Regions from separate parts of the Danio rerio genome. Here region 1 is linked to region 2. A link is a contact called in public HiCAR-type data. All regions are on one chromosome and are shown on one strand. The core of a region is the stretch at or near the end of the contact, and the rest is flanking DNA. Distances in the headings are between cores, read along the strand shown.

The links. HiCAR-type assays count read pairs that join an accessible place to other places.
Region 1: a contact with region 2 is called in a HiCAR-type map of caudal fin, with 6 times the contacts expected there. The contact joins two enhancer-like sites. A contact is called at or near these places in 1 of 18 Hi-C or Micro-C datasets (an unstated tissue) and 1 of 4 datasets of contacts at active chromatin or transcription factors (caudal fin).

The regions. Positions count from the first base shown.
Region 1 is chr7:48,280,410-48,283,425 of GRCz12tu, forward strand. All of the region lies in intron 12 of znf536 (zinc finger protein 536), which reads left to right. Among named protein-coding and RNA genes, the nearest start is that of tshz3b, 300 kb to the right of the region's middle. Within about 2 kb of position 1,757, at least 7 of the 62 cell types and tissues checked have an H3K27ac peak or open chromatin away from gene starts, as enhancers often do.
Region 2 is chr7:47,935,431-47,938,586 of GRCz12tu, forward strand. The region is part of intron 4 of znf536 (zinc finger protein 536); the gene reads left to right. Among named protein-coding and RNA genes, the nearest start is that of znf536, 110 kb to the left of the region's middle. Within about 2 kb of position 1,396, at least 7 of the 62 cell types and tissues checked have an H3K27ac peak or open chromatin away from gene starts, as enhancers often do.

The sequences.
Region 1 (3,016 bases), core at 507-3,006, 350 kb after region 2:
AAAATGTGATAAAGCTTTAACCACTGTCTTAAGAAATAGCAAATACAATTTATTACTATTCTTTATTTTTAAAGTAACTTATTTTGTGTTCAACAGAAAAAAATAATTCAAAGTGGTTTTAAACAGTTAAGCAGGATATTACTGATGAACTAAAGCACTTAAAAGCAATATTAATGTGGTAAGAACATCAGAGACCATGAGCAAAAGTTCTCTATTTTTTATAATACATGTTTTGCATCCAATTGCTTAAAGAGATTATTCACCTAAAATTAACAAAATACAAATACTCAGCATTTACTGACCCTCAGGTCCCAGATCTTTTTAGGTTTCATTTTTCTGTTGAAAAAAAATAAATAAATGCAAGAAGATAACTTGAAGATATTTTGAAAAATGTTAGAAACTTTAACTTAATGATTATTAAGTACTATGGAAGTAAATGGTTACAAGTTTTCACTATTCTTCAAAAAATTACTTACTTAAAAAAAATTAAGCCAAAGAGGTTTTGAACAACTAAGCAGGATATTACTGATGAACTAAGCACTTAATGTGATATAAAATTTCAGTCGGAGACCATGAGCAAAATAAATGTTCCCTCTTTCTTTTTTTCATTATTCATGTTTTGTATGTCTAAGTGCTTAAAGGAATAGTTCACCTAAAAACCAAAATGTACTCAGCATTAATTGACCCCTCGGGTGGTCCCACATCTTTTTGAGTTTCATTGTACTGTTAAATGCAAGATGATACAATATTTTGAAGATATTTTGAAAAATGTTAGAAACCACTGACTTCCGTAGTAAGATAAACCATTCTATAAAAGTCAAGTCGAGCTTTATTTTCATTCCGCTACATGTGTGGACATACGTACAGAGGAATGACATGTAGTGTCTCGCAGGACAGTGGTGCTACATACTGTAAATTAATCATAAACACAAACAAAACACTAGACATAAGAGCTATTTTGTAAATAAAAAAACTATGCATAACTAACATACTTTGAGATACTTAACTATACACATAAGACAGGCTGTGCAAGTACTTTTACATGAGACTGAATAATTTTGTGCAGGACATTGCGGTATTAAAGGTGAATATTGTGCAAAAGAGATATTTACGGTTTAATGTTGTGCAAAGGAGTTATGTAAGGTGACACTTTCTTCAAAAAAGTTAATGATTACAAGTTTACACTATTTTTCAAAATAACTATAGTAGTATAGTCCAAGAATTTGTTTGAACAAATGGGGGGATGCCAGAATGTTAATCTAATCATAAAACTATCCCTTTAAACATGCATTTCAAACGTTTGTAAATTCATATCCTCAACATTTTCCTCCAATTAAACAGCGCCTGTTCTCAGGAAACCTAAAACGACCGGGTCTTTGAAACACAAATATACACTAAGTAGATTTCATGGTAAAAATAGAATACCTGAGGGAGGTCGGAGTATAAAGCGGCTCAGTGTTTTAGATGGGAGCGCGCTTCGCCTTAACTCTGTGGTCCGGGAATAATAAGAAGCAGTTAGGAAATGTCAGGACTTTGACTCCACACAGCCTCGCTCTTCCCCAAGTGTGCTGGCCCTTGTTAACTGAGCTCGCTTCCAGCCTTGTGCTGTGCTATTGTTCTGTCTGCCTTTTCATTTAGCCATTCTGTTAAGCATGACACTTGTATTAACATAAGATGGATCCTGGAGCTATGTGTCCTCTTACCATATGTCTTGTATTACTTTCCAGGGCCCTCTCTTGTCTCGCACTGAGAGTGTATTATCGTGCTTGAGCAGTAGAGGGCGTCGTGTTCTCCTCTATTTATTTCGTTTTAGATGGATGGATGGATAGATGGATGAAATATAATGTTTTTATTATTGATTTTCCTTTAAATGGATAGTTTCACCCAAAAATGAACGTTCACTCACTGTTTACTCACCCTCTAGTGGTTTCAAAACTCTTCATTCTGTTAAACACTAGAGAAGATAATTTGAAGAAAGCAAAAAACATGTAACCATTGACTTCCATTGAAGAAAAACAAGTACTATGGAATGTCAATGGTTACAGGTTTTCAGCTTTCTTCAACATGTCTTCTTTTATATTTAACAGTAGAGACAGTCAAATTTTAAACAAGTGAAGGGAGAATTTTCATTTTTGAGTGAACGATCCCTTTAAGATCTAAGGTGATGTAGCCTAATTAAAATCTTGATCGTTCACAAAAAAAAAAAAAATTTAGGGCTGTGATTATGGCAAGGAAAACTGATGTTTGGTTAACAAAGACACATTATTCAAATGATGAGAAAATGCACCGATAACATAATTTGACAGGCCAGACTATGATGAAGATTTCTACGCTGGCGAAATAATTAAGCAATCGCTCCACATGTGGACCGGGAGACTTCAAAATTGATCAGAACAGGAGGAGGAAAAAGTTGTGAGGATCATAAAGTCGGCGCGCTAGTCTCCAGATCGCAGTGGCAGTTGTTTGGGGAAAAGAAATGGCGTCCTTAAATAATAACATTCCAGGTGGCTTAGTTAATGAAGAGTGAAAATCAAATATGGGGCGGAATCTGTAACTCATTACCAGAACTTTCTTTAAGAGGAAGTCACGAAGAGCACTGGCCCCTGGGAGACCAGGCGTTTTTAAAACTCGAGAACATAATTTATTATCATTATGGTTATGATTATCTTCATTTCCTCACGGACACGCACAAAAAATGCTAACAGGCTGCTGTAGAGCCGTGACCGCTGTATAGTCTTTAAAAACACTGCCAATCACTTCAGATTTGATAAATAACTACCACTTTATCTGTAGATTAATGTGAAATATCAGCAGGTTAAAGGAAAATGACATTGAGTAACAAGATCTTATTTCCAGCATGCAGTTGGTGGGATGGCTAATTCAGAGGCTTATACTGCCATCTCCTGGACAAACTGTGTACTATACGCTTAATGTTCAATGCTTATTAGAAATGTGTGGCTGTGCTTTGATTCTACTGCATGTCTATTATAATTATAAAGTTGTGCCAATATAAAGT
Region 2 (3,156 bases), core at 146-2,645:
CTCTTAATGCCAGTGACCGTCCTACTCTGTGTTTTATCACCCTGTTGCTTTGGCTGCCGATGGCCGCGTACGTACAAAACGCTTAGCTGTTGCATCGCATGTGCGAATGTGTCTGCATTTTTTGGCAGTATACCACAAGTCGAATTGCTTTCCTTTTTCTTTTTCACAGCCCTTAGGTGCGTGCGTGCGTGTTTTGTGCGATTTTGTATAAATCTCTCAGAGCACATCAGTTATGCTTATGAATGCAAAAACAGCTCATTGCCTCTGAATTGTTTTCTTAGCAGTTTGGTTAGGAATATAAATAGCGTCGCATCTATAGCAGACCCCAAACCGCTATTCATTTGGACTTGTGTGTGTGTGTGTGTGTGTTTTGTTTGTGAGTAATGCACGTGGAAAGGTTTGAACAGAGGAACTAAGAGAGAGACATCTCTTACTGAGGCATTATCAAATGTTTTCACTTGAAAAATCCAATGCGCCTTTCAGCAGCGAGAGGAAAAGAACATGCTCCGACTCTCACCCTGCCCGCTGGAATTAGTCAAAAGACCATTTTTAGTAATAAATTATGCATTGAAACAAAGAGATAGCCTCTTTTTTTGTTCCCCGCGCGCACACACACGGGCCGCCTTGGCAAATGCCTTTAAAAAAATCTTTAAAATTGTCCATTCAACTCAAACTTACTGAGTGTAGCAAAAATGTCAAAGGCATAAAGTCAGCGAAGATTGAATAAAATAATGGGAGGAGACAGATTAGTCATGCAGAGAGCCCACACAGTCTTTCAGGCCGGCACAATACCACTTTTTATAAGCGCTCTATCTACACAATGGCGGCGTTCAATATATCGAGGATGATACATGGTCAGACGTGTAATCTCCCTTTGATTCCTCGCGCTCATTCATTCCGGAACCTTTTCAGGACTGACACTGATGAGCTCCAGGCTCCCGTGGCTCTCTCCGCACAACCGGCAACCTTCTTTAAGAGTTCATTATGTAGGAACATGGAGGATAGGTGTCTTCCTCGCTGACCCTCCCTACTATCTGATGTCGTGGGCTCTGACGGAACATTAAGCGCCTCGGCGTGCTGGCTTTTGGGTGAAGATGGAGTAAGCGAACACGCCACTCAGAATAACACAAATCAATCAATCCAGCCGGGGCTCTGAAATATTCCAAGATGGAGTCATTTCATACATGAAGGAGCTCAGACGGAGGACCGACGGGCGCATTGATCACATATGGGGGATCGTTTGCGTCCTATATGTTACCCCGTTCCGGCTAAGCGTTTGGCATGTGTGTGTGTGTGTGTGTCTCATGGCTTTGGGATGATGGAGGAGGGGGAGGAGTGAATCAGTTTCCCTGGGAGACAGTGGGCTGAATTACTGACGGGTTTGTGCACCACTTAACCTAATCTAGCATATGATTATGAGACTCAGTCAGGGGCGCCTCCCTCATACGCTTCAGTGCCAGCCTCCTTCTGCCTGCCGGGCGTGGCATACACACACACACACACACACACACACACACATATACACACTCTTCCTAAAAATAAACCTCACCTCCTGTACAAGCAGCACTGTTTGAGCTTACCTGAGTAGAGTGAATGAGGGCCGCTAAATATTATGACTGCCTTGTGTCCTGCAATAATTGATTCCCTAACTCTGCACATACATATATTATATATATATATATATATATATATATATATATATATATATATATATATATATATATATATATATACACACAGGCGCGCACGCACACACACGCTGCCATTTACTTCCTCCGCGCTGTTCATTTTACAAATTCTATAACCTTTTAGAATTTCTTTCTGTGGAGAAGATTGCTGCCTGGCCTCAGATTCATTATGGTGATTGAATCCTCTTCAATAGAAAACTGTTTAAAGAAGAGAGAGGGAGAGAGAGCGCCAGCGTGAGAGAGAGAGAATGAAGGTAACATGGGTTAAAAGCTTGTCTGGGTGACATAATTCACCTCCAGTGAGGCAAACAATCACATCGCATTGTGACCTTCAAATGATAGAAAAAAGCCACTTTTTTTTTCTCTCTCTCTCTCTCTGCCTGGATTCATCATCTCTCTCCCATCCCTTCATCCTCCACCGCTTCTTTTTTTTGTCTTTGGCATCATGGGCTATTTTGGATTACAGATTAAATATCTAATTACGATCACTTTGCGGTAAGGAATATACTGGAGCGTAAGCCCTCACTTTAATCATGAACACAGTTTAAAATCACCCTTGTGTACAATGGGAGATGATATACATATATAATTCTCTCTCATCCTCTTCCCTCCCTCTCTTTCCCTCCACTTTCCTTTTTTACACTCATAGCACCTGGACCTACACTATTCATCATGTGGATGACTCCGAACATGAATTAGTTTTCTTTTTTTATGTCAGAGATGAGAGGGCCAGATGGTATAAAATAAAAAAGGCGAAAAAAGGAGGAAAAAAATGGGGAGAGTGAGAAAGAGAAAGAATCGAGGACATAGTCTGCGCTCTATGTTATCGTTGAGGCACATGCTAGCGCGGGATTAGGCTGGATTTTTAATGCTGTTTCGCTCTGAATTATAGCTTTTCACATGCTCTCCTTTGTCATTTCTTTATACTTCAAACAAGAAATTGTCCAATTCTAATTAGTCGATATAATTGCTGCTGGATGAAGTGCCGCCAATCGGACCCTGAACTCCTGCAAGGTGGAGTGGTTTTGTTCTTCTCTCGTCTTTTCATTGACTGTCTGTCTTTTCTCCATGGATTTCTCCCTCTTTTGGTGTTATTTTTTCCTTCTTTTTTGGAAAACAAGAGAAAAGACCCTCTAGAGAGGTCCTAAGGTTACTGTCACGTTATTAGTGCATCACTTGTAGGCAATTACAAGCCCCTCCACATCCATGTACCTGCTGCACGGCTCACTTTATGAGGGACAAGTGCTGACACGACCGATCCGTTTTTCTCTGTGATTGTGCTGTTCGTAGTCACTTCATTTTAGATTTGTTTATTTGCGTCTCTACTTTAAAAACACACTCTTGTGATCATGAAAGTCTGCATTTATTATTTTTCTCATTTTATATGGTACCTCGGAGGAGACGGAGGGATGAGGCTCAAATATCTGTGCAAACTTATAGGCCACAGCTCTCATGTAAATGTCTACAT